Regions from separate parts of the Mus musculus genome. Here all the other regions are linked to region 2. The links are chromatin contacts, called in public ChIA-PET, HiCAR-type, HiChIP or PLAC-seq and promoter capture Hi-C maps. All regions are on one chromosome and are shown on one strand. The core of a region is the stretch at or near the end of the contact, and the rest is flanking DNA. Distances in the headings are between cores, read along the strand shown.

What was found. Promoter capture Hi-C pulls out the DNA fragments that hold promoters and counts their contacts. ChIA-PET counts read pairs in DNA pulled down with a chosen protein or histone mark. HiCAR-type assays count read pairs that join an accessible place to other places. HiChIP or PLAC-seq counts read pairs in DNA pulled down with a chosen protein or histone mark.
Region 1: a contact with region 2 is called in a HiCAR-type map of astrocytes, with 5 times the contacts expected there. The contact joins the promoter of Spata4 here to the promoter of Fbxo8 in region 2. A contact is called at or near these places in 5 of 39 promoter capture datasets (the 3T3-L1 cell line, 3T3-L1-derived adipocytes, the C10 cell line and 2 more) and 2 of 115 datasets of contacts at active chromatin or transcription factors (astrocytes and embryonic stem cells).
Region 3: a contact with region 2 is called in an H3K27ac HiChIP or PLAC-seq map of thymic regulatory T cells, with 12 times the contacts expected there. The contact joins the enhancer-like site here to the promoter of Fbxo8 in region 2. A contact is called at or near these places in 10 of 39 promoter capture datasets (the 3T3-L1 cell line, the HPC-7 cell line, HPC-7-derived erythroid cells and 6 more), 1 of 484 Hi-C or Micro-C datasets (pre-B cells), 5 of 115 datasets of contacts at active chromatin or transcription factors (astrocytes, double positive thymocytes, memory CD8 T cells and 2 more) and 1 of 9 other capture datasets (embryonic stem cells).
Region 4: an RNA polymerase II ChIA-PET map of memory CD8 T cells shows a contact between it and region 2, with 7 times the contacts expected there. The contact joins the enhancer-like site here to the promoter of Fbxo8 in region 2. A contact is called at or near these places in 5 of 39 promoter capture datasets (the 3T3-L1 cell line, HPC-7-derived erythroid cells, hippocampal neurons and 2 more) and 2 of 115 datasets of contacts at active chromatin or transcription factors (large pre-B cells and memory CD8 T cells).
Region 5: a promoter capture Hi-C map of hematopoietic stem and progenitor cells shows a contact between it and region 2, with 2.9 times the contacts expected there. The contact joins the enhancer-like site here to the promoter of Fbxo8 in region 2. A contact is called at or near these places in 7 of 39 promoter capture datasets (the 3T3-L1 cell line, 3T3-L1-derived adipocytes, the HPC-7 cell line and 4 more), 1 of 115 datasets of contacts at active chromatin or transcription factors (pro-B cells) and 2 of 9 other capture datasets (adipose tissue and embryonic stem cells).
Region 6: an H3K27ac HiChIP or PLAC-seq map of microglia shows a contact between it and region 2, with 7 times the contacts expected there. The contact joins the enhancer-like site here to the promoter of Fbxo8 in region 2. A contact is called at or near these places in 7 of 39 promoter capture datasets (the 3T3-L1 cell line, the HPC-7 cell line, HPC-7-derived erythroid cells and 4 more), 2 of 484 Hi-C or Micro-C datasets (the Ba/F3 cell line and pre-B cells), 6 of 115 datasets of contacts at active chromatin or transcription factors (astrocytes, cardiomyocytes, embryonic limb bud and 3 more) and 1 of 9 other capture datasets (liver).
Region 7: a promoter capture Hi-C map of embryonic stem cells shows a contact between it and region 2, with 6 times the contacts expected there. The contact joins the promoter of Wdr17 here to the promoter of Fbxo8 in region 2. A contact is called at or near these places in 7 of 39 promoter capture datasets (the 3T3-L1 cell line, embryonic stem cells, hippocampal neurons and 3 more) and 1 of 115 datasets of contacts at active chromatin or transcription factors (astrocytes).

Annotation. Positions count from the first base shown.
Region 1 is chr8:54,598,364-54,602,205 of GRCm38.p6, forward strand. It overlaps Spata4 (spermatogenesis associated 4), which reads left to right and starts at 2,418. Exons shown (of 6, transcript NM_133711.4): 1 at 2,418-2,652; 2 at 3,439-3,568. The coding sequence starts at 2,438. Gm46039 (a long non-coding RNA gene) reads left to right here. Exons shown (of 3, transcript XR_001778557.2): 2 at 26-132; 3 at 676-939.
Region 2 is chr8:56,549,085-56,552,608 of GRCm38.p6, forward strand. Fbxo8 (F-box protein 8) reads left to right here and starts at 2,070. Exons shown (of 6, transcript NM_015791.4): 1 at 2,070-2,292. It overlaps Cep44 (centrosomal protein 44), which reads right to left and starts at 1,482. Exons shown (of 11, transcript NM_001009951.1): 1 at 1,461-1,482.
Region 3 is chr8:57,574,303-57,578,147 of GRCm38.p6, forward strand. All of the region lies in intron 2 of Galnt7 (polypeptide N-acetylgalactosaminyltransferase 7), which reads right to left. Among named protein-coding and RNA genes, the nearest start is that of Gm25379, 26 kb to the left of the region's middle. Within about 2 kb of position 2,074, at least 206 of the 459 cell types and tissues checked have an H3K27ac peak or open chromatin away from gene starts, as enhancers often do. A contact at or near this core is called in the HPC-7 cell line, double positive thymocytes, memory CD8 T cells and 1 more, where this site is marked.
Region 4 is chr8:57,826,836-57,830,546 of GRCm38.p6, forward strand. All of the region lies in intron 9 of Galntl6 (UDP-N-acetyl-alpha-D-galactosamine:polypeptide N-acetylgalactosaminyltransferase-like 6), which reads right to left. Among named protein-coding and RNA genes, the nearest start is that of Gm2921, 29 kb to the left of the region's middle. Within about 2 kb of position 1,701, at least 11 of the 459 cell types and tissues checked have an H3K27ac peak or open chromatin away from gene starts, as enhancers often do. A contact at or near this core is called in memory CD8 T cells, where this site is marked.
Region 5 is chr8:57,591,279-57,594,781 of GRCm38.p6, forward strand. The region is part of intron 1 of Galnt7 (polypeptide N-acetylgalactosaminyltransferase 7); the gene reads right to left. Among named protein-coding and RNA genes, the nearest start is that of Gm25379, 43 kb to the left of the region's middle. Within about 2 kb of position 1,538, at least 61 of the 459 cell types and tissues checked have an H3K27ac peak or open chromatin away from gene starts, as enhancers often do. A contact at or near this core is called in the HPC-7 cell line, adipose tissue and hematopoietic stem and progenitor cells, where this site is marked.
Region 6 is chr8:57,779,536-57,782,895 of GRCm38.p6, forward strand. All of the region lies in intron 11 of Galntl6 (UDP-N-acetyl-alpha-D-galactosamine:polypeptide N-acetylgalactosaminyltransferase-like 6), which reads right to left. Among named protein-coding and RNA genes, the nearest start is that of Gm2921, 19 kb to the right of the region's middle. Within about 2 kb of position 1,411, at least 5 of the 459 cell types and tissues checked have an H3K27ac peak or open chromatin away from gene starts, as enhancers often do. A contact at or near this core is called in microglia, where this site is marked.
Region 7 is chr8:54,722,649-54,726,434 of GRCm38.p6, forward strand. Wdr17 (WD repeat domain 17) reads right to left here and starts at 1,720. Exons shown (of 30, transcript NM_001372370.1): 1 at 1,640-1,720.

The DNA of each region.
Region 1 (3,842 bases), core at 1,168-3,667, 2.0 Mb before region 2:
TGTGGACACATACACTTTATTCCAGGTGAACCATGCATACTTTTGGAGGAAGGACGTGGGAAGATCCAAGAAGGTCACAGGCTGAAGGCTAAGGCTATCTAGATACCTCATTAGCATGAAGAAGAACTCCAGGTACTACGCTACATGACAGTACGGGTGGTCCTGTGTCCTGTTCTGTGTCCTTGTTACCTGTTCCGGAACAAGTACAGAGACAGGTAGAGAGCGGCTCCATTGCTGATGCTCTCAAATCTCACTCAACAGCCCAGGTTTTATGCCTGCATAGTAGCACAGCCCACTTGCACATACACACACACAAATATACACACATATATATTATTTATTATATATTTAATTATATATATATGTATGTATGTATGTAAAAATATCAAGGCCTAGATGAAATGTTAAGGCTTAGGTAACTGTCACCTGTCTAGCCTGCCATTTTGTACTGTTATTAATATTATAAGGAAACTTTTTCATATGTTGTTTCTGCTGTTACTTTCTCATGCCCAAGTTGATTACATAGTCTGTTATGTTCTGTGCTCTTAGAAACCAATCATGATAGAAGGCAGAACTGCTTTGTGGAGTTACCCACAATAAGGTTGAACCCAAACCAAGCCCCCAGCAGCACTTCCTGCACCTATATGTAAGCTTTTATTGAATTTGTTTTAATAGGCTGACCCTGGGATGGACTCCAGTGTAAAAGAGACACCTGCACTAATATAAAAAACTATTTGGATTAAGACTTACATTTTGAGAAACGGTCAAGTAAAGTTTAAGTTCCCAAGACCTCCCTGGGAACTGACATCCTACTTGGTAGAAAGAGTCATGTATGTGGATAACTGACACCCTGCCTAGCAACTTAAGACATGAATGTTAGACAAGGCAAGCTACCTGGCACAGGTAAATACCCCAACCAATGGGAGAGAGGTAAGTGTACACAAGACAAGTTCCCAAGGAAATCCCTTATTCCTAAATCTTGGTTGGTGGAAGAACTTGGCACAGATTTTTGGGATTTTAGGCTTTAAAACTCTGCACACACACACACACACACACACACACACACACACAGAATACTAGCATGGCAGCACTTGTCAGTGTAGGTGAATTTTTCACTTATATAAATGTATCTGTACGTCCAAAGGAGTTCCCACAGTGGTAAAGCCTACATCAGTGTTATCTAGAGGATCACACATGGGTATTGGTCCGATGAAAGTAGGAACTACAACAGTTGACGGTGATGGTCTATTTCATACCTTAAGACAGTTTCTTAAAAAACAGTCATTAAAAGAATGAGTCATTGATAAGACATATATCACTGGACAAAGAGAAAACATACTACTTCTTCTCTCTCTTTCATGCCTACTCTTTAAGAATGACACTTTTTAGTGTGTGTGTTTATATGGGCAATTATGTGCCATGTGTTCGTGTGTTGTCAAAGGCAACTTGAGGAGTTGGTTTTCTCAGTCTCCTATTGAACAAACTGAAGTTTAGTAGCAAGCGCCTTAATCATCTGTCTCCCCTGGCCTCATTTTAACCTTATACAAAGTCACATTAGTCTACCTTATAAATGATCAAATATACAAGAAAACACTCAATAATATATTACATAGCACCACCAAGATCCAGCCCATGTTTTATATGTGGGATACGTATTCATATTCAACACTGAATATATTCTTGCTATAGAGATTTTAAGAGATTGATATTATCTTCCTGCATAGCAATCTAATTTGTAATTGCCTATCACCACATTGTAATAAGTTTCATTTTCTGAATCACTCATTAATGGATAGAAATATCTGCATCAGTTACAGGCACAGAAGAAATACTCAATAAATACTTGTTGAATGAAATTATACATCTCAGGACATCTTGAAGTATATGAATGTAATCTATAAATAGCTTTAAAATATGTGACTAATGTACATTTTACATAATCATTATGGAAATAGGTATGATGAATTTTAAAGGTTTGTTTTCTTCTTAAAACAAAATTTTTGTGGTTTCCAGGTCTATCTCCTACTCTCATCCACCTCCCCCCCCCCAAAAAAAAAAACAATTTTCACTGTCTTCTAGAGCTTTTTCACATTTCTCTTCAAAATTCTTTATTGAACAATGGCCTTTAGCTGGCAGACCAAAATACACACACTATAAAATGTGTGAACTGGGATACAGAAAGAAAGATTTGCCAACACAGTGCAAGTGAAGCCAACAATTTATACTTGAAGCTCTGTCTTCAACTTTAGTTCCTCAGACTGTTAACGTTCATGGATCCAGAGATTACTGACTCCAAAACATTGAGTCACATCCTAAATGTCATTAACACAGAGCCTTCTTGGAGGCCGAAGCCCCGCCCTTCGACGCTAAAGCCTCGATTCCAGCAGACCTTATCAGCCCCCAGCTGATCTGTTGCCATAGAAACCCATAAAGCACCATGGCTGCCGCCGGCCAGGCAGAGGAGTGTTTACCACTGCCGGCGGCAGAATCATCCAAGACGTCCTTACCTACACCACCAGCAGTTCCCGCAGGAAAGAAGCCAAAGAAATGTCTGGTGTATCCACATCCGCCTAGGAGCTCCCGCCTGAGTCGTTCTGTCCTGCGCTGGCTCCAGGGCCTAGATCTCAGCTTCTTCCCTAGGAATGTCACCAGGTGCTAAAGCCAGACAGGACCCAGTGATTCACCCTCCTCCTCAGGTGTCACCCTCCCCTAGGCCACCTGCGCTCGCTCAGTTCAGGCTCCCTAAGCCTGGAATCAGCCTCCTTGGCCTTGCTTTCCCTCCTCACGGAGACAGCCTCGCCATCCAACTCCCTGCTCACTCATGCATGCCACAAGGCATACATATCAAGATAGGAAGTTCCAGAAAGACGTGGACCGTTGTGTTCATTGATTTCATTCAACTGGTCATTACACTGTAGAGTTAAGCTATTCCGGAATGCTTTGATAATCACAAAAAACCAAGGTTTTTGTTTTGTTTTGTTTGTATTAATCGTAATAAGGACTAGTTTACCCTTTTTTTGAAAATGTATCATGTATCCAGTTATCTGAGGTTTTTTTTTTTTTTTTTTTTTTTAAGCTTCTGTTTAACGGAAACGATGGTCTATGTAACTGGCTGTTACTATAGAATGTGAACAAAATTCCATAAAAATGAATACCATAGATCTTTTGCAGGAAAACGATTAATGCCAGTATTGGGTTTTTCAAGCATCTGTGAAACTTTCAATAAGCGTTTTAATCACTTGGCAACATTGTTAAATCTAATAATTAGGAGGATTCATTAAAGGACACTTTAGCTAACTGCTTTCTTTCCTATTGAGAAACCTTCTCAGAGAAATGAACCAACACAAGTTTTTCCAGATAGTTTGTCAATATGGTTTATTAGCTATTATATAATTATCTCAATTACACTTTTTCCATTTCCTTATTGTTATGTATCAGGGATTTTTCAAATGGCTACCTAGTTGCAGAGATATTCTGTATTTATTATCCCTGGGACCTTCGATTATCATCCTTTGAAAATGGAACCTCCTTAAAAGTCAAGTTGGATAACTGGGCACAGATAGAGAAGGTAAGACACAAAATTGACAAGAGTTTCCTGTGAAGCTTGTTTTAGATAGTACACTACATCTCTGTCTGAGAGAAAAACAGAAAGACAGGAGAGAGAGAGAGAGAGAGAGAGAGAGAGAGAGAGAGACTCTATGTCAAGTCTAGGAAATAACTGATTAGTCAAATTCTAGTTGTTCATTATATACAAAACTATAAATAAACTATAAAATTTAGTATATGACAATTAGAGTGGTATATAATAGTGGCTTTCTTGAAGAAATAGTGAATGTTGATAA
Region 2 (3,524 bases), core at 820-3,319:
CTACAAACACTGTGCCTGGGATTTAAGATTGCAGGTCTGATCTTGTTTTAGTTTCCAGACCCATCTGACAACACAATTGTTAGTTTTGTACATATCCTATCTTCCCAGGACATGCAATTTTATCCAATACTCGGTGCTACCTTTTCTTTTGCTGGTATCATAGAAGGCATTTATCTTTACATTATTTCTACTTCTGGTAATGAAATTTCGGACACTAAAGTATGCCCCAGGAACACATCCTCTTCATTACCAGCACAATAAACATTTTAAAGAAGAGTAAGATTCAAGTACAGCTTGTATCTGTAGGTGGAGGGAAAAGATATGACAGAAGAGAAAAACATAAAGGTATTTTTAAAAAAACAAGATCATAGAAGTATGTTTTCAAGAAAGGCTTTCCTAGTGTTTTTTAATTAGTAAATACTAAAATTATTACTATGAATTGAAGCTAATCAAGTACTGAAACATACTTTACACTTGACCATAATTAATCTGAGATAAAATTAAACTGTTACTTAAAAATTAGCATTTTCACTTTATATTACTTATCACAGGATATTAAATGAAGACCATATACAGATTCAATCATTAAGGTCTCACTGGTCTACCTAGCTTTCTGAAGAGTTAGGAACAAATCAAATCCACCAACCGAATTGCTGGAAGACATTGTGAGCACCGCACAAGATGGCTTTGGTGGGGAACGGAACCGATCTCAGGATCTTGGCATACCCAATGGCTCTACCACTGAGCTAGTCCCCCAGCTTTGCAGTTTAAGATACTTTGTTTCAAACCCAGCTCAATTTCGTAGCTGCTACAGGTCTTTAAAAACATGTCACAGGACTCCAAAATCATTTTGCCCAGGATAAAGTAACTAGCCTTTAATAATCACAGTGGATAGCTAGGATTTTGAAATTCCGCTTGACATATCTAAAAGACAAACTTTAAGATAAAGGGATACAAATCTGTAGAAACTAAACTTACAAAATCTCTCCGTAATAGATACTAGGAAAATGCTGTTGTAAGATCCGATGAGGGAACCGCTGTGTTCACGCATAAAACATTGTTAAAATGCTTGCAAATAATTCTGTAAAACAGTCTAGTGTAGCAGTAAGTCTAGAATACATATGTTAAAATTAGTTTTCTTTTCATACAGAGCAATCATAGGCCTCAAAGTAGATGGAGAATTCTTTTTTTTTTTTTTTTTTGGGGGGGGGGAGACACCATGAAGATGAAAACAAAGAGAACACGAAGGAAGGAGTACTTTTTCTATTCCGGACAGTCTTTTGAAGCTAGATGTATTTTTGACGGAAAGAAACTTAAAGGCATCTACAAAACAATTCAAAGAGGGCAGACTCCGATTCATTCTACTTGATGCCTTCCAAAACCATACCAGCTGGTACACAAGCAAGTCCCATCTCGAATTCCCTTTCTGCCTCTAAATTTAAAGGGATGAAAAGGTAGACCTGATCATTCGCCTACAACCCAGGAACCTCGGTGAGGACAGCAGAAGGGCCACCTTCGTCCAAGCCAGAGCACAGCAGGTCCACGAGCTCTGGCTCAGCCAGCAGCCCCTAAGCAAACTGAAAGGTTCCCAAGGCTACCGTACCAACACAGAAAGAAGAAGGGAGCACTAGAAACCCGAGAACGTGGCGGGAACCGGGTCTGCAGCCCCAGAGCCTTACGCCCGCGCCTCGGGTCGCCCCTCGTGCCGACGGTTTGTTTTTAGAACTCAGAGTTCGAGCCGAGAGTTCGAACAGCGGCTAAACATTCCGAGCCAGAGGCTGCCCCAAATGCTGGCATTCCTAGATGCAGATTCCACACTCCGTTCGCGCAGCTTCTTCAGGATACTCTACTGTCGTTAAAGTCTTATCAATTACATGTCTTTTATTGAATGTCACATTTCAAATTAGCATAATTTTGATGGCCAAAGCAGTTCAGAATGAGAAGCGGAAAAGTAAAGACTTTTTGGCGAATCTGAATGAGGAAAACGGAAATCTTTTTCCTTTAAGGAGCCGCTCCTCGACGTCACTTCCGGCAACAATAGGAAACGTCAAAACCTTGCAAGGTCCGCCACTCGGGCTTCTGCAGGCAGAGGTGCTGTGACTTCGCGGGAGTCTGGGGCGGCTTCTGGTTCCCTCGCAGCCATCGTGTTCTCCAGCGCGAACACGTGCGCTCTGGACAGGCCTCTCCATGGCTTGGGCACCAGTTCCCGGCTGAGCCATTTTCTTCTCGGCTGACAGCCCCCGCCCACAGGCCGAGTCGTCGCGGCGGCGGTGGAGATCCCAGGTCGCTCAGGTACTCGCGTCGGCACAGAGGCTTCCAATGCCTTGCTTCTTCCGCCCGCCCGGACGCTCTCACTTTTCTCCTCCGAAGTGAGGGGTAGGGATGCTTGCCACTTGATAGCCCTGGCCCAGCAAGCAACAGTTTAGGACCAATGGGTACTGTGAGACATTTTGAGTGACAGCAGCGGTGGCTTATTAAAATGGTGTATCAGAATCGAGAGGCGGGTGTGAGTCTCTTCTGTTTCTAGGCCATTGGTATAGAGGTCGATTTGGGACTCGCGGTAGCGACGTGGTGTCGTCCCTCTTGAAAGATGACAAACGGTGGAGGTTACTTTCTTCAGTTTCACGTATTGCTTTTGTGGTGGTTACAGCGTCGTTCGATGCCAAGGCACGCTTCATTTCTTACGGCGTCCCCTTAATACGAATTCAAACATATCCAGTTTAAGACCTCCGCTGATTGCTAGTTGCTACAGTCTCCAAACAGACTGTAAAATTGGTTCAACACTTTCCTTTTCGTTTTGTTTTTCTGTGGCTACGCTCCACTTTCCACATCGTATTACTCAGTACACATTGTCTAGACAAAAACCATAGAAGTTTGCAATTCTTACTCGATATATTTCTGGTTTATTTTTCGTTCTGTATTTACTAATTAATAATTGTGACTACTTAATTTATAAATGAGACATTTATTTGTAAAGACCCCCACCCCGCGCGCGCGCCATATTCTCTTCATTACCCTCAATACTGCAATTGAATACAAACTGTTGTTCATGTCAGTGTTTGCACTCCGTTTTTGTTTGTATTTTGAGACAAGGTCTCCTGTGTACTCCAGGCTGGCTCAGAATTCACTGTGTAGCCCCGACTGTCCCTAGCTAGCAATCCTTTTTCTTGGCCTTCCAAAGGCTTGGAAGTATGGTTTTGCAACAGGTCACTAAGTACTCTTCTCTTTGCTTTGGTTCTTTGGACTTTGGCACTTTCACTCCGACGAGAAGAGCTTCCGGCTACCTTTGTGAAAGGTTTTTGTTGTTGTTGTTGTTGTTTTTGTTTTTGTTTTGTTTTTACAATGTAGAGCAGGTCTCAGAATGAACAATAAATAAATTTATTATTTTCAGGTTAATTCAGAAACTTCTTGCTTATACAGTTTTTCTAAATTAACAATTACCTAAGTATCGTCATTAGTTTCATATTGCTGGTTTATGATTATCCCCAAATTTAATGCAGCTTAAAACAACAAACATGTACTAT
Region 3 (3,845 bases), core at 824-3,323, 1.0 Mb after region 2:
AATTAAACTTTCTGATGTTAAGAAATTTGCAATGAAAGGCAATCTTGTGTTATTCTAATTTTTAGCAACGAATGTGTAGAGGAAATGATTAAAGTCAACTTAGTTTTCAAAAATCTATTGTTTCTGTCCTTAATCATTGTGCCTTACAGCCTTCAACCAAAAGCTTTCACAGACTTTCCCGTGGCCCACCCCACTCCCAACCTCCTTTTCATTCAGAAACAATCAAAACAAACAAACAAAGCTCTTCCTCGGAGGTGGCTGAGGGCCTGCAGCTCAGAGGCGCAGGCTCTGGGGGGCGCTCTTGCCTCACAGGAATACGAGCTCTCTGAGGCTGCTCTTCCCAGTGCAGTAGGGACTCACAACCTGTCCCTTTACAGCGGCAGTTGTGAATCTCCAGGGCCTTCCAAACGTGGAGTTTAGAGTCTCAAATCTTTCTCCAGAGCCCTTTATCCTAGTTTTTGATTTGCTCACTGGGAGTTTCCATTCTGCACAAAGTGCAGCTATTTTTCCCCTTTGATTAAAATGACAGTGCTCGCTCTAAAATAAGTTACTGGGTTATTTTTTTTTTTAAATGTGATTTTCCTCCTGCATGTTAGCTACATTTTGAAGATGGGATCTCCCACAGGATTCAGTGAAGAGGGAATAGCCATGGGCTGTTTTCCCTGTGACATGCTAAAAGGCATGGCTGAATGTAATTAGACTACGTTATTTATATAGCCGTAACTTGTGTAATTAGCTTGGCTTCCAGGTTAAATTGTTTTTTTTTTTTTAAAAAAAACATTGTAACATGTTTATTTTATATATTGTACGAATGACAAAACAACAATCCTGCTGATGCATCTTTCACATATTTAGTTCCCAGTGAACAAAGGTAATTAACTTATTTAAAGTGTACTTGGGATATAAGCACTGTACATAACTAACTATCGTACTACCACTTCCACAATCCCCACTGAAGAAAAAGGGCTGAAGCTGCCTCAAGGCCTATCCAACAGCTTGCCTTCGCTCGTGGGGATGCCAGACTCCCACTTAATCTTGAGACAGAGAAAGGATCTTTAACTCGCTTCAACCACTTTGACAACCTGGTCTTGAACAACATCACCAAGACCCACACAGCAGCAGCAGCTAAAACACAGGTGAGATCTGCTTAGTGTATGGCGTCAGGACATCGTCATAGGGTTTTACAGGCTACCAGCAGTAGTGTGCCCTACCTCTCTACCGCCCTGAGTGTCTCATGAATGTGTGGCCCAAGGACAGCACCTGCTCACCGAGAGACGCTTGCTTTGCAGAATGCCAGCTGTGAGTCTAGAATAAGTGCAGAGGGAGGGATCTCCTCTTTTCTTAAGTGTGACAAGGAGCCAGTTCCACAAAAGTGACCGATTTTCCATGTGGAAAATGGCCCCCTTTCTTCTGGTCGCGCCTGTACCATAAGATGGCCCTACCTCAGTGTTTGGCTTTGACTGTTCTTTACAACTCAGTACTTGTGATAAATGGGTACACGCATATTCCTGGGAAGCTTTTCATGGACAAGGAGAAAAGATGAGAAGAAATCAGATGATTCCAAACTCAGGACTTCAGGAGTCAGGAAGGACAGGACTGGAGGACATAAAACCTGTTTAGCGACTGTGAGATCCAATCCTGAAGGAAAGCAAAAGCCAAAGAAAACAGTTAAAGGCCCCCAGGTGTTTCTGCTTCTTACCACAGTCCGTCCTCTGAGGCCTTAAACCCCACAGGCTGTGTTCTCTATTCCGTACACCTTGGGAGACATTAGGTTCCAGTACAGGACATTTAAGGAAAATTAAAAGCCTAATCCAAGGATGGCATTGCTTATCTGTCAAGTCCTTTTCAGCCTCTCCCAGTGCTCTTTGTAGTTTCCCCAGACAGCTCAACATCTTGCCAAACTCGGTCGGTTTTGAAGCCACAAGGCAGCACAAAAAGAAAGACCTTTTCCTTAAGGTTTTTACAGATAAACTCTGTTCACCTCTTAAACTACAAAGGGGCCCTCCCCTGATCTCCACCAAACTGTAAGTAACGCTCAGGGGAAACCCCTGAACACCCAGGACCTGCACAATGACTCAACGACACTTCCCTATTTACCAGACACACAAGAGCAGCACACAGCAAAGAACTGCACACTGATAAGCAGGGCGTGGCTAATGGTTCTGGCTGTTGTTCGCAGTCTCAGCCACTGAGTTCCCAGAGGAGCCACGCTGAGCTCCAGAGGACAGGCCTATCCCCTGCTATTTGCTCTGAGCGTCCACACGGCAGCAGTGGCCACTGCTGGAAGTGTCTGGATCTACTGGAAGTGGTTCTCTTTTCTGAGGACTTGACCTTTTAGCGGACAGCACAGGCTAATCACTTGGCAGAGAGAACAGCCTCACAGCCTGAGACATTCTAGAAAGAGAAAAGTCCAGAGAGCATCCCCTGGCATCCCTGTTGGTATTTCAGATAGGCAGCAAACAGGCTCTGCTTTCTTTCCAAAGTTGCGTGTGTTGTGCGAATGTATGCGTAGGTGCAAGTACCCACGTGTTCCTGTGGAGGACAGAGGTCAACATGGATGTCTTCACCCATAGCTGCTTTTCCTCTTAGGTTTGGAAACGGGCTCTTTTATTGAACCCATAGCTCCCCATATGTGTGTGTGTGTCTTTCCTGAGAAGCTATTTTAAACCTCTGGCTGGGAGTAGGGGTTGGCAAAAGCCAAATGTAGACAACGGGAGTTTCTAACTCACGATCAGACACACTGGATGGTTTGTGTGACAGGTGACCGGGAGGAGGGAATGAAATCCCCTGTAACTGCAACTCCAACAAGACCATCAATGTGAACCAAATGAGGTCCAGGCAGCAGAAGAGTCACCCCCACTTTAGGGAGGGATCTCCCCGCCTGCCCCCCCCCCCCCGCCCCCGAGGGTGTCAGGGAAGGAGTGCCAAGAGAGGGCAAGGGGATTTAAGATCATGGGTGCTCTGCTGAGGAGGCAGCTCAGAACTACACACCAGCACACGTTCCATTCTCTGTAGTCTCAGTCTGTGAATGTGGTAACTAATCTCTTACCTCTGTGCAGAAGTAAGGGCGATATTATATGTGTCACCCTTCGATTTCTGTAAGAACTTCAGCTTGCCTAGACACACCTCCTGCCGCTAACCAGAATCTTAAACGGAAAGCAGATCTGTGTCCCATCCCAGCTGGGGGATTCCCAAGGGGACTGTGTGTCCCTGTGCATCTCTTTTTATGTGCATGTTTACTGGAGAAAGAAGAAGCAGAGAGTCAGAAGAGAACTTATTTTTAAAGTGAATCTGGAAAATCCCTAAATACACTAGTTTCCAGGAGTGAAAAAAAAAAATCTCAAGCTGGTTAGAAAGTATCTTTTGGATTCAAAGAAGAGAAGTAGTCACAAAAGCTCACCTGGAAACCACTTTCAAATGAGCTTGCTTATACGGTAGATCAACTGAGAAGCTAAACTTTGCAAATCAGACATATCTTGGCGTTTCTTAGATAAAAGGGTTGTGGGTTAAGGACGGTTCTTGGGGTAACTGGGCCGTTCATACAGTTCCATCATATATTCTCCTTATAGAAACTGGAGTGAAGTATTGAAATGTGCACTTTTGTGTATGCTCCATCCACCCATATGTGTGCATATGTGTCAGATATCACCCCAAACACATTTTCACTTCTTACGAGTTGCTCTGAGTCATGCTAAATAGAAACTGAAATAAAAAAGATCACCATAAGGATGGATGGGATAGTGCACTCCCGAAACCCTGCACAAAAGTAGACACAGGGGTCTGGCTACACGAGGTCCCCCTCTAAAACTCAAAAAGAAAATTAGAGCAATTTTAGTTAATTGACA
Region 4 (3,711 bases), core at 451-2,950, 1.3 Mb after region 2:
GCTGATCAGTGAACTTAGAAGGCCATTAGTATTTTGTCTTATTATTTTATTGCTTTCCAAATACCTTTTGCTTTGAAAGATATTTTTAACTAGTCAATCTCCTCACACACACACACACACACACACACAAACACACACACAGAAAGACAGAGAGAGAGAGAGAGAGAGAGAGAGACAGAGACAGAGACAGAGACAGAGACAGAGACAGAGACAGAGAGAGGCTCTTATACCACCAATATCCAGTACTTTCACATCCATACATGTCTTTGGTCTTGATGTAACCCTCTTTCAGATAGTTTATTTTATTCATAATTCTGTCAAGTGTCACTTCATTGTTTTTGTGTTGTCTTGTAAATATTATAATCTATGACACTTGTCTCTCCTATTTTTTTTTCTTTTTTTTTTTGGCCTGTACCATGATCTGACTTAAGCTATTAGGTCTCTACTTCTGGGGACTTTAAAAAGAAACTTTTAAAAAGATTCTTCTACTCCTGCATTTCCTGAAGACTGAACTTATAGCTACAAGCTTGAACAAGTGTAATCTAATAACTTTGTTTTTATTTTTGAGATATGGTCTCATGTTGTGGTGTTTTGTGGTCCAGGCTGTGGTAAACATACTCTACTTCAGCTTCCAAGTGTTGGAATTAAAGCCTTTAACATGGGAAGTTTATTTGTTGTTATTTTTGCCATAAGAATGTTTCAGAGAGATGTTTTTCGATAGTCTGTTCCTTCACAAACTGTGTGTGTATTTCATAGATGCTAAAATTGATCGAGCGCTTGAGGTGATGATAGCTTGATGATTGAATAGTAAATATTTTGTACTTATATTTGTCTCAAGTGGTTGCCATCTAGTGGTAAATGCTGCTTGAATTAGTACTGCATTGGATGGATTACAAAATGTTGATGTTTCTATTTTTCCTTTTGAATTAATTATCTAGACATCTGCATAAACAACCCTCAAGTACAATGACCTTCTAGGCATCCTGGAATACACATGGAGAGCGCTTAACTGTTTGAGTTTAAGTGTCACTTTTTCATAATGGTGATTTGAGGATCCTAGTAACTGTTCATGATGGTCAAGGGATTTTACTGTGTTTCTAGTTTTCTCTTGCTCCTTTGAAGAGTGTTTCATTGTAAACTGACTTACAAAGAAAAATTACATTGTAACATCACTTACAAAGCTTTTGTTTTGTTCTCTTATTTTTCTTTAAAAAATGTATTTATTTCATTAATTTAGGTATAGTCACTCATGGCTGTCCTAGAAGTCACTATGTAGACCAGAATGTTCTTGAGTGCATAGAGATACACATGCCTTGGCATCCAAATGCTAGGACTAAAGGTGTATGCTCCCATGCTTGGCTAGTGATAGTATTATATGTGTGTCTTAGGATTTCCATTGCTGTGAAGAGACACCATGACCACTGCAACTCTTACAAAGGAAAACATTTAATTGGGGCTGGTTTACAGGTTGAGAGGTTTTAGTCCATTGTTATCATGGCAGGAAGCATAGCAGCAAACAGGCAGACCTGGTACTAGAGAGTAGCTGAAAGTTCTACAATTGGATCAGCAGACAGAAGGAAGAGATAAAATGCGGTTGGTCTGAGCTTTTGAAACTTCAAAGCCCACCACTAGTGACACACTTCCTTCAGGGCCTACTTCAAAAAGGCCACACTTCCAAATAACACCACTCCCTATGAACCAATGAGAGTCATTTTTCTTCAAACCACGACAATGTGTGAATGCATTATAACAACCTTATGAGGTTTGCACTGTCTCATTTGTAACAATTATGATCCACTTGTTTTTGGTTTCCATGCCACTTGAACACACCAGGCTTTGATATCCACTCTCTTTGGCCTACCTTGTACTCTCCTGGCCTTGCAATTGACTTCAGCTATGTCTCCACGTATCTTTGCTTTATTTATTTAGTGAAGAATTCTGAGTCTATACTAGACAATCAAGTGTGCTGATAGGACATTGAGGCTAAAAGAATATTTTTGAAGAGAGAAACCTGATGTAGACAAAGTCTTGTTACTAAGACGGACTGGTGGTTTGATAAGAGTGGCCTCCATAGGCTCAAATGTTTTACTCTCCAGGAGTGGAAGTGTTTGAAGAGATGAGGAGATGTGGCCTTGTTGGAGTAGATGTGGCCTATCAGGAAGTAGCTCCCAGCCACTTCTCCAGTCCCAAGCCTGCTAAGCCTGCTGCCATGCTCCCTGCTGTGATAATAATGCAACAAGCCCCTGAAACTTTAAGGAAGGCCTTAGTTAAGTGTTTTCCTTCACAAAAGGTAGGGTTGTTATGGTGTCTCTTCACAGCAAGAGAACTGTGACCAGGACACCTACCTCTCTGAGGTAATCTCCAGAGCTCACACAGAGCTCCCAAGGTAGGAAAGAGCTGACACCTTCAAGTCTTCCTTAACATGAATGTTGTTGCTGCTTCACACACACACATAATAAATACATCAATTAATTAAATATTTAAAAAGACATAAAACTATTTTCAGGAATATCCTTTTGATTTTCAAAACAACAAGAACAACAAAAAAATACAAAACAATCCCATGACTTAATTACAAATTTGAATTCAGGTTTGAGTATATAAGGCATTTCCTTTTGTAATTTTATTTTGTGTCTTTTTGTACATACATGCAGGCACGCGCGCGCACACACACACACACACACACCTCACAAAATTTCATTTCTTTTTAACATCACTAGGCTTTCAAATTTATGCACTTGAAAATAAGATAAATTGAATCTGGTTTCCAGAAAGAGATTTGTGAATTAGACCTACTATATTTATTAATGGTTTAAATTCTATAAGCACTATTATTTTGTCTAGTTTGGGACTAAGGGAGTTTGTATTAATGCCTTCTTAGTGTGATTCTGCCTATGTCTATGCATTTTTAGTAATTTCTGGAGTAATCTCCAGTAATCTAGTGATCTCATGGAGTTTATTTTTCAATCGCCTTTGGAATTATAATGATTTTTTTTTTAGCATTTAAAAATCATTTCATACTGCATCCTAATTCTCATCACATGTCAAATTCTCAAATGCTGCTTCTCATTATTTGAACTCATCTGATGTATTTCTGTTTCTTCTTTAATTTTTAACCCTTTCTCTACCACTTTGATCTGATTGTGTCTCACATATAACCGGGAGTTAAATTTGCTTTACAGTTCTAATCAACTGGAATATTTTTCCCCTAATAGATTTGTTTATATGTTTGATCTCAGCTCCAATATACTTGTTTATTATATATTGATTATTATATCAGATCATATTACATCATTACATATAATAATGTAATATATTATACATAATATATTATACACACTATATATTAGATATATTTATCATACTGATTATTGTATATATAATGTTATTATATATCCTTTAGCAAGTTTCTCAGAGAGGCTTGGCAAAAGCAATCTGGGCTGGAGAAATGGCTCAGATGGTATGAACACTAGCTACTTCTCCAGAGAACCTGGGTTTAGTTCCCAGCATCTATGCAGGGCAATTCAGAACCAAGTCCAGGGGCTGTGTTATCATCTCTGGCCTCCACTGATACCTGATCACACGTGACATAGACATGCATGAGCATACAAGTGAAACTGAAGATAAATCTTTAAGACACATCCTTCAGCTATTAAACAGCTCATAAACTGTTTTTCAACAGCATTGATGCTTGAAGGATAACTTGGTTTG
Region 5 (3,503 bases), core at 288-2,787, 1.0 Mb after region 2:
GAGTTCAAGGCCATTCTGGTCTACAGAGTGAGTTCCAGGACAGCCAGGGCTACACAGAGAAACCCTGTCTTGAAAAACAAACAAACAAACAAAACAAAACAAAACAAAACAAAACAAAAAAGATCTTGTCTATGGAGACACCTTCAGTTTCGCTATGAAGCTAGTAATTTCTCTTTTTACGTGATTTTTTTTCCTCCCAAAACTGCCCACACGCTATAGAAACCAGAGTCACAAGGGTTGTGAGTAACTGCCGCCAGTTTAAGCACAGGAAAGAGGCTTTACCAAGTTCCCAGGCACACCAAGGAAAACAAAAATACATTCAATGATACAGCTCTATCCTATACTGTGTGACAAACGTGAATATACGCATCTTTCTAAAAACTTGGCCAAATCGTACTTTTGGATTCCCATTCTACCAGAGCACCACGACGCATCTCACTGTTGTGCAACTGGCCCGGCCAGCTTTGGGCTTTCTTGCATAGCTGGATATCTTTTGGTGTTCTTGTCTTTCCCTTTTGTCCAAAGGACACAAGGGACTAAACCTAGGGCCTCGCATATGATAGGTGAGTTCTCTACTACTGAGACCCTGTTCTTCTGAGATAATCTCACTATGCTGCCCAAGAAGGCCTGAACTCACTCTGGAGCCCAGGCAAGCCTTGAATTTGTGTCCTCCTCCCCCAGTCTCTAGAGTCACTGGAATTACAGGCCTGTGTGATTAGCCTAGCTTCATCTGTTGTTCTTAAAGGAGGTGTGTCCATCCACACTAACCTAATAGTGATCAGTCACAGGGCTACAACAAAACAGTCCGAGAAGGCACACTTAAAGGCTTGGATCTTTGCACTGGCTTTAACCCTTTCTTTTCTGTTGTTAGAATAGGATAATTTTTCCTGACTTCATAAGAAAATCAAATGTACTGAAAATACCATTTACTCAGTAGAAAATGTCCACTAGTGTTCGGTAATCAACTCGACAAGTAATGATAAAGTCGATAAGGTTATCTAAAAGTATCTCCATTTTCTGGTGTCTGGTCCAAACATCTTTTTTAGTACCAGCTCCTGGACACCGGATTCCCTGTGTAACGATGACAACGGTGCACACACTCACCCCAGGAGCTTCTAATCCATCCAAGACTTTTCCTTCAGGTAAACCATGAGCCCTGGATGCTCTGAGTGGAAACCGCCGATGTTCCTTTTAAGTACTTAAAATCATCTAAGAAACTAAACAGGAGTTTAGCAAGTTTCTTCCCACTATTCAGTTTCTTACAAAAGCAAACAAATGGAAAACCACCAGGCCTGACCCGAGGTCTGGGAGGTGACTCAGTGGATAAAACGCTCCCCTCATAAGCATAAAGGCCTAAGTTCAGATCCCCCGCACCCACGTTAAAAAATCAGGTGTAACCTGCCTCCTGTGAGGAGGAGACAGGTGGATCCCTGAAGCGCAATGGTTAGCCACCTTAGCCAAGGGTGTGTGTGTGTGTGGGGGAAGCTTTAGGTTCAGAAGAGGCCTTTGTCTAAAACATGAGGTCGGGGAGCTGGAGCGGTGGCTTGGCTTAGAGGTTAAGAGTACTTCCTGTTCTTGCAGAAGACTGGGTCAGTTCCTAGCACTCACATGACAGCTTGCAGCTCGAAATGGCCCATAATATATCTCTAGATCCAGTTTGACCCAGCTCTCCTGGCAGGCAAAACACTCACTCATACATGTAACATACAAATAAATAAGTCTTAAGGAAAGTAAAGGTAGGAAGACACTTGACACGGAGCTCTGGCCTCCACACACAAGTGCATACACGTACACATGTGCACACACACATATGCAAACACAAACAGCACACACACAAATGACTGACATCGTTTCTGTATATTCTCTCTTTTGATAATAATTATGCTATCTGTGCCTACGTTCCAGTTGTTAAATCAGCCAGTGGGCAGCTCTCAGAGCTATCTCCATTTGAAAAGCCCTTAGCAGGGTCTGACCCTCTCCCTCACATCACTGAACACCGAGACCACAAGTACTCTGAGGGCAGGCTGCTCTTCCAGCGGGTTTCAGCAAAACTACATTGCAACTGGCAGGAAATAATGACTTTATTTTATCAGAATCCAATCCTAGTGAACAGAAATAAACTTCTTTACAGAACACATATTCACTTAAAATATTTCTGAATACAAGTTTATATTAGTAACGACAACAGACTCCTTAGAAAAATAAAAATATTATTTTGTGGTTTTGTAGTTGGTGGTGGTCTTTGAGACATGGTTCAGGCTGGCCTGGAACTTGCTATGTAGCTAAGGATAATTTTGAACTTCGGATCCTCTTACATCCAAGTGCTGAGATTGCAAGCATGTGTCACTATGGCTAACTTTGTTTGTTTGTTTGTTTGTAATTTAACTTTTAAGCTTGATCTTTTGGAACTTTAGATTTTTTTTCCAACGATTGGGTGTTGTCTACAAGTATCGCTGAAAGTATTATTAGTAAGATGGGTCACAGATCCATTCTGTTTATTCAGAAGTATACAGTGTAACTCTGAGCAGAATTTAGTATATCCAAATGAGAACTAAAGCCGTTTAAATCCATGGAAGCTATGCTTTTTAAAAAACAAAACCATGGGCGCACTACACATCCCTGCCTGGCCTGAAACACACACTGTGAGAACTCATGGAAATCCACCCTGCCTCTGCCCCAGGAGCTCTGGGATCAAAGGCATAAAACACTCTCTCCAACTAAAACTGTACTTTCTAAAAAGCTGTATGCTTAAAGTATTAGTAATCTTAGTAGGTCTTAGTAATATAACTTTTAACTTTCAACATTAAAGTTATAGCTTGAGAGGACAGGAGTCACTCAAAAAAAGTATTGACACTATAATCTCTAATGTTCTATTTTGTAAATGTGGAATTTCCAATAAGCACACAGTAGTTCAAACCAGAAACTTAAATTAAGGAATAAGCTGGCAGAAACCACTCCCCAGCCTCCTCCCACAGACCTTACACATTTTTTTTTCCTGGTCAGGCAAACAACAGTCTACTTGTGAGATCCAATCACCTGGAAGACAGCAGGTGCCTGGCCAGTGCTTGCTCAAGGGCTGGGTACGTAGAAATCCTCTAGACCTAGATCATCTCTTATTACAGCACTTCCTGGAATATAAGCTGACCTCAGGTACCCTTATCTTACGCTTGCTTGGTTTAAGCTCGTGCTTTGGGAATCTAATGAGATAACCACAAATGTTACTTCCCTACACATCTAAAATTTGAATAATCCTTCTAAAGTCCCCTCTTTTGTTCAGCACTGGATAAATCTTCTCTTGCAAGTGAAATCTTGGCGCTTCAAAGAAAAATGAGTACTTTATTTAAACACGGGAAAAGTAAACTACTGATATGGCTTCTAGTTCCACAGACCAGCCTATCTCACAAGGGGCACCCTGACACAGTTTATACTTATAACAGTAATAGGAGAGAGACTCTAACTTAGACCATAAAAACTTGCGGCAATAATCAAGGGGAATACATTAA
Region 6 (3,360 bases), core at 161-2,660, 1.2 Mb after region 2:
CAAATGTAGTGAGGCCAGAACAATCCAGAATATGTTTCTAGCGCTGGTACTTTGTGTCCTTGTAGGAGCTGGAAATTGGAACGATTTGTATCTATTTTCACCAGGGAAGCTGATGTAAAAGGAGAGGGTGGAATCGGTGCATCCCAAAGTCTTTCCCTGTCCTAACTGAATGAGCACGTTGTTGCAAAGTTCACCCGTGACAGAGACAAATGGCAGGGTGTCAAACTGGAAGCCCTCCCATTATAATAGCCTCTCGATCAACTGACTGTTCTCTGGCTACAGACTGAACTCAGTTCACCCCTGTCTTTGGAGTGCCCAGCAAGGCCACAGAGATGAAGCTTCTGTAGCCTTCAACAGAATATACCTTGGTCACTTTCAACCTTAGGGGGTGACGTAATTGCTATCTATAGGCTTCTACTGGGTCAGGCTTTTGGATTACTGGATGTCTTTATCACTGTGTTTGCTAGCTGAGATTAAGTCAGCGGAGTGAGTAGTTGTCCTCTGAATATGGTTTTTCTACGTGACAACCTTCCTCTCCTCTGCCCTTCATCCCATCGGCCATGGCTGTTAACAGAGCAGTCTTTTCTCTTATGGAATAGACTTGGGAGGATTTGGAAAGTGTGATGTCCCATGACAATCTTCTGTAAGTGATGATTGATGCTCTGCCTTTGCTCTTGGTCCAGTGCTGACAAAAGGCATGGCATACAGCCTTGGCTGGTCAATGTCACCTTTACATTACCTTGTCTATGACATCGTTGAGCAGGGGATGTCGAATGTTTCCTGAACTGCCCTTCAAAATCAATCAATGTATGCAGATGAGCATGGGTGAGGCTTTTTCTGTAGTTCCCTGAGAGCTACACTATTTCAAGGCTGGCCACAGACTTGAGTGACAGCTGTGTGACACCTTGTGTGTTCCCACATCGGTACTATACCTTATTACCTTCCATCTTTACATAGAGTCTGAGAGTTAAAAGAATGAACAAGCTGTACAAAACATTCCAGCCCAGGCCTGGGGTCACAAAATGTCCTCATACCAAAGATATAAAGGGAGAGCAGCATATATCACAAGAAGAAGGTTCCTACAACAAAACATGACACACCTGGAGGGGCAGCACACAGTCCTTGGAAAAGACCTGAGATTTGTGGCTGTACAGGGAGAGGGTGAATTCCAGCCAGTCACTTGCTCACTGCCTTTGGAGGAGGTACTAAGTTCTAAGTTCACTTACTTGGAAATGTAGATAATGTCCCCAAGTCCGGGATAGGAGGAGGAAATGTAGAATTGCTGGCTCAGGGTCTCACATACAAGGAACTGTGTAATAGCTTCCCCTAATTTATTTTTAGTCAGAAAGCATCCTCAGCTCTAAAAATCAGAATGTACTAGCCATCTGGTTTGAGACTTTTCTGAAATCCTGGCGAAATAAAGCTTTATAAAGTGTCCTGTGACTCAATCCGTTACCCACACTGTACAACAGTACCTCCCACTTAAGCGAAAGGATTTAGGAGACAAAGGTAACCAAGGACTATCAGGCTCGGTGGGAAACTACATCAAAGTTTTGGTTGATGTACAGCTGGAGAAATTATTATCCATTCAGGTTTGGGGCTTTCCAGAGAAGAGAACAATCAGGTAGGTGGGCCTTTTGAATACATTATTCAGCAGGCTGAATGAGTTCAACAGACATTTATGAAGTACCCTTTATATATTGGTTATTGTCAGAGAAGAGGCATTTATAGGAAGATAACCCAAGTTGTATCCTCTAACCCAACAAATAGAAGAGATCAGTAGGTACATAACAAGGGTCTGATGTAGAAAAATATCAGTGAAATTTAATGTAAATGAGGAAGAATACTAAATAACACATCCATACATTTGATTTATTTAAAAATTTAATGTGCATATCCTGTTTGCCAGAGTTCTACTACCTATCCTTTTATTATCTATCTATCTATCTATCTATCTATCTATCTATCTATCTATCTATCTATCTATCTATCATCTATCTATTAATCGTCTATCTATATCACAGCTTCTTTCCATCTTTTGACAGGCACTTAGGCTGATTCTGTTTCTTGGCTGCTATGGAAAGGGCCACAGTAAATGTGGTGGAATGTTGACTTCATCCCCTTTGTGTATATAACCAGATCAATACAGCTAGATAATGTAGTAATTACATTTTTATGGCTTTTTTAAAAAAAGATTTATTTATTGTATATATGTGAGTACACTGTCACTCACTTCAGACATGCCAGAAGAGGGCATTGGATCTCATTACAGATGGTTGTGAGCTACCATGTGGGTGCTGAGAATTGAACTCAGGACCTCTGGAAAGAGCAGTCAATGCTCTTAACTGCTGAGCCATGTCTCCAGCTCCACATTTCTAGGTTTATGAGGAACCTCTCTATGTATTTCCACAGTGGGTAAGCTAATTTGCATTCTTACCATCAGTATTAAGTTGTTGTCCTTGTCCTCGAGAGGTTTTGTTTTCTGGATTATAGTCATGTTAACTTGGATGAGAGAATCTCAGTGAAATTCTGATTTGCATTTCTCTGGTGGCTGAGAGAAATCATCATTTATGAACATTACTTTGTAAAATTATTGGGATTTGTACTTTGAGAAGAGTCTGTTGAATTAATTCGCCTGTTTATTGATTTGATTATTATTTGCTTTCTTGGTGTTTTACTTCTTTGAGTTTTTATACTTTGTAGATATTAATCTTTTATACATGAATAACTAGCAAATTTTCTCTCATTTCTTTCTCATTTTGTAGAATGTCTCTTTACTTTGACAATTGTTTTCTTTACTGTGCAGAAGCTTTCTAATTTGATGCAATCCGTCTGTCAGCTTTTGCTGTTATGTCCTGGGTTATTGGAGTCTTATTCAAAAAGCCATTGCCTATGTCTACACCATCAAGTGTTTTCTCTATACCTTTATCTAACCATTTAAAAGTTTCAGGTCTTATGCTATGGTCTTAAATTCTGCATGGAGGGGGCATAGACAATAAACAATGAAGATAATAAATATGATATTACATAGACACGGGGAAATCACGAGGACCTGAGTTGACCATGATGGGTCCAGAAAGAAAGAATTAGCTATGCAAGTGCTCAAGTGAAGCAATTTCCAGAGGAGGTGAAGGGCCAGATAAGAGAGTTACTAAGCACACTTCCGGGGCAGATAGTCTAAGGAAACCAGAATGACAGCTGACTGAAGAGGTGATGGAATGCTAGCTAGGTCAAGTTATGGTGACTAGAAAGCCATTGATATCACCAGAACACAGGGAACATTGTATGGGCTTTAGCTTGCTACATCTGAGAGGCAGGCAATGGCTATATCCTGTAGATACTGGTGCAATTTTAAGACTT
Region 7 (3,786 bases), core at 470-2,969, 1.8 Mb before region 2:
TTCATCTGTAGATTTCTATATGTGATGCAAGAGGCCATTGGTCTTGCGAAGATCTTATGCCCCAGTACAGGGGAATGTCAGGGCCAGGAAAGGGGAATGGGTGTGTTGGGGAGCAGCGTGGGGGGAGGGTATAGGGAGGATTTGGGGATAGCATTTGAAATGTAAATAAAGAAAATATCTAATAAAAATAGTGTGATTTTAGAATTCTGATATAACATTTTAATTATAAAATTAAAGAGAATGAAGTTTTTAAAAGGCAACTAAAAATACTATTTCCCCAGAAGTGTTTATGCTTCTTTAGCAATCTATTAAAAATCAACACAAGGAGATACCAGATCAACATAAATTAAAAAAAAATCCAACTAGTCTTTATATACACATTTGTAGACCTCACTTTAAAAAAGAAACTTTCCTTTTATGGGTATCTTTTGAAATAGATTATTAGTTAATTTCAATTTAGAAAAGTTTCCAAGAACTCTTAATGTGCTAAAACTACCACTTGTTACATTAACCCATAAATAATCCACTAAAGCAAGTTTCCCAAATTTTCTTGAATTGACAAGTTTTCAGAGTTACTGAAGTTCGTCAGACAGCCTCAGATTTCTGTCTTCCAACATAAAACTATAACCATGGCATGGCACATTCTGGTTGCTGCAGCACCTTGCAGAATAAAGGAATACTTACAGGTTTCAGTCACTACTGTTGCAGTGTTAAGTTCTCCCCGTTCAAAATAATGATAAGAGAACACAGGAACCAGCAAATGTATAGAATATTTTCATCATTTTTTAGTTCAAGTTTTTAAATCCTCATAAATTCCCTTGCATCTAACTAGTTTTGTGATCATTGTAACCTAGAAATGATATGATAGTGATAAATTTGGCAATTATAATATCATATTATTAAATTGAATACTTCATATTTCTTAAACAATGGGTGCGTATTTCTTAGTATTCTTTGGAGGATAGTTTGTTCTGAGTAAGTTAGAAATATATCTTCAAATCTATGTTAAAGACATTTATATAAAATAAATGATGACATGTGATTGATATATGATCTAACTTTTTAGTGTATTTTGTGTATTCTAATTCATTTTTAATAACATAGACTTTGCTCCTATGAATACTTGCATACAAATGTGGATACATCGGTAAGAGAACAAGAAAGAATTTTTATGATCTCCTTAATATACAACAATCTTTTCTCAGGTTAGTATTGCCCTTATAACATTTCTTTTTAAAAGCTTTCTTGGTACAGCCATTTCAAAGGGACAAAGTAATCTATGCAAATACGTCTTGCCCATTGGTGGAATAACATTCTAGGTTATAGACACCCATATACTTAAAAGCTTAGAAATAACAGCAAAAATGTGTTTAGAAACAGCCCCAGCTTCCACGCAGGGGGAATCCTCATACATGTTGAGTTCTAACTATGCCTTATAATACTCAGGTGTGTGGCTGCAAAACTCCTGGGATTAGCTCCTCAGGCATCATGGCTTGCACAGCACTGTAGGAGGCTCAGAGTCCTAGTCTGCGACCTTAGAGTGCTGGTCACCAACGTGAAGCCAACTCATTCAAATATCATCCTCTTTGATTGGGCGCTGAGCAAAGTCTCCTACACTGCAACCCCACTTGAGCCTTACCTGAAGGAGACAGCAGTTGCAGCTCTGGACAACCGCAGGTGCTGAAGCAGGACCGGCCAAAGGGACCGCCCTGGCCCGCGCACCCGCCACGCCCTCCTCGCCGCCCACTCAGCTCTCAGGGGCGGGGCGGCCCTGAACATCCCTGAGCCAGAGTCGGGTTCCGCCCACCCTTCACAGTGCAGGTTGGGGAGGACAGCACTCTGGATCCCGCCCCAGAATTGCACGTGACAAGCACCCTAGTATCTGATTGGAGCACATGGGACAGGGAGGCGGAAGTCCCTGGTGACCCCTGGAAACAGGGCCCGGAGAGTTGGTTACCTAGCAACGCGGCTGCTGTGCAGAAGATGTGATTCCTAAGCTTTGAGTCAAAGCTTCAAGCTAAGCATGTACATTATTTTAAAAGGTGGAGCAGAAGGAATACGTCCCACTAGCGTTGTCACTGCCTAATTTGCTACATCGAAGCTGTACCTTATATAAAAATGAATCGAATGTACAAGAAATAAATCACCTGGTTTCTACATTAGTCTTGAAGCATTGCTTGGAATGTGAGTCTAGAGTGCTCGCTGTCCTGCACGTCTTAATATTTCATTGGTTCAAGTAGCCGCATGAACCACATCTGTGAATGAAATTGTTTTGATTAGTCCAGCTGCAAGCAATTAATAAAACTGTCCATAACATGAGCAAAACATATTTGCCCCGTGGACACTGGTGGAAAGCATATGCTAGTGTCATGTAATTAGGGTTTATATTTCTGAAGTAGCTTCTTTAATTTGGTCCTTTAGTCAATACATTAGAGGAAATTGGCCTTCGTATACTTGAAACTGACCATTAAAAGCACAGTATGCACTCCAAAGGGAGTAAGCAGATGTTCAGAATCAATGTTCTGAGAGACCATGATACAATACAAGGAACATGGATACAAGTTGCCCCAAATAGTGTGTTCCACCGTGGAAGTAGTTAACAAACTATTGTCATAATACATCAGGTAAGCAAGATACATAAACCTGGGAAATCTGCTAGATGCTGTCTAAGGACAATCCTTAGCCTGTGGTTAGTAGAACAGTCTGCCAAGTTAATATATTTGAAAAGCTTTGCCATAATAGTGAAAGGCATGTTATATCAGATACAGAACAATAAACAACTATTACAGGGAGTAAGGTAGTCCCAAATAATTTTGGCGATGGACTTTTGGCCAACTCTCTACAAACAAAATTAGTCTGTAGACTCTTCTACATAACCGTGAATTTTTTTTTCAGAGAAATTCATCCCACAAAGTGTAGTTCATTTATGATATTTGGAGCTTCAATCATAGGCCAAGTTCTGAACAATCATCTACCCTTACAAGAGAAAATCTCTGGAAATATTTCCTATTCACCTTCACAATGCATACTGCTACTGTTTTCTTCCAACATATTCTCTAGAGGCTCTGTTTCCTTAGAATCACTTATGCTATATTTGTAAATCAAAATTTACTTAAAACTAACTCTCCTTATGGAAAATAAATTTGTTAAAAGCTAAGACGATTTCTTACAACTGTTTGCCCTATCCCATGTTGAAATGACTAACAGTAGCAGGTCTCCAATAAATGTTTGGTGAACGAATGAATGGAAATTAAACAGCATAGAATATCTTGAAAATCCATGTGTTAATGCATATAGCTTTATGTACTGAACTCTAAATGTAGTTATGTAAGATACTATGGGTTGATTTCAGAAGAGGGACTTTTAGAGAATTTTTTTTCTTTAACTTTATTCAGGAAATAGAAACAAATGGGATTTTATAAGATAGAAAAGAATATGGGCAATCTATGCAGCATGATCTGTACTGGGAAAGCACATCATGAATTTAATAGATCATGTCCTGCTTGCTTTTTTTGTGGAAGGTGAATGTGGCTGTCCACAGATAGGAAAGGATCTAGAGACTGTGAAAGGAAAAATAAAACTAGAAATATAGAAAAACTAGATGTGGGGAATACAGAATTCAGGATTTAGGTCAAACATTAACCTCTCCTGGCCAAGAGAATCCAATTGAAGCTAGTAAAATTGAGCTTTTTCTTAAAGAATGGCATCTAGGAGGTTGTATATAAGGATGCAAAGAGATAAACAGCATGCTTGATTGGGAGGAAAAAAGAAAGTTGTTGGTTGCCT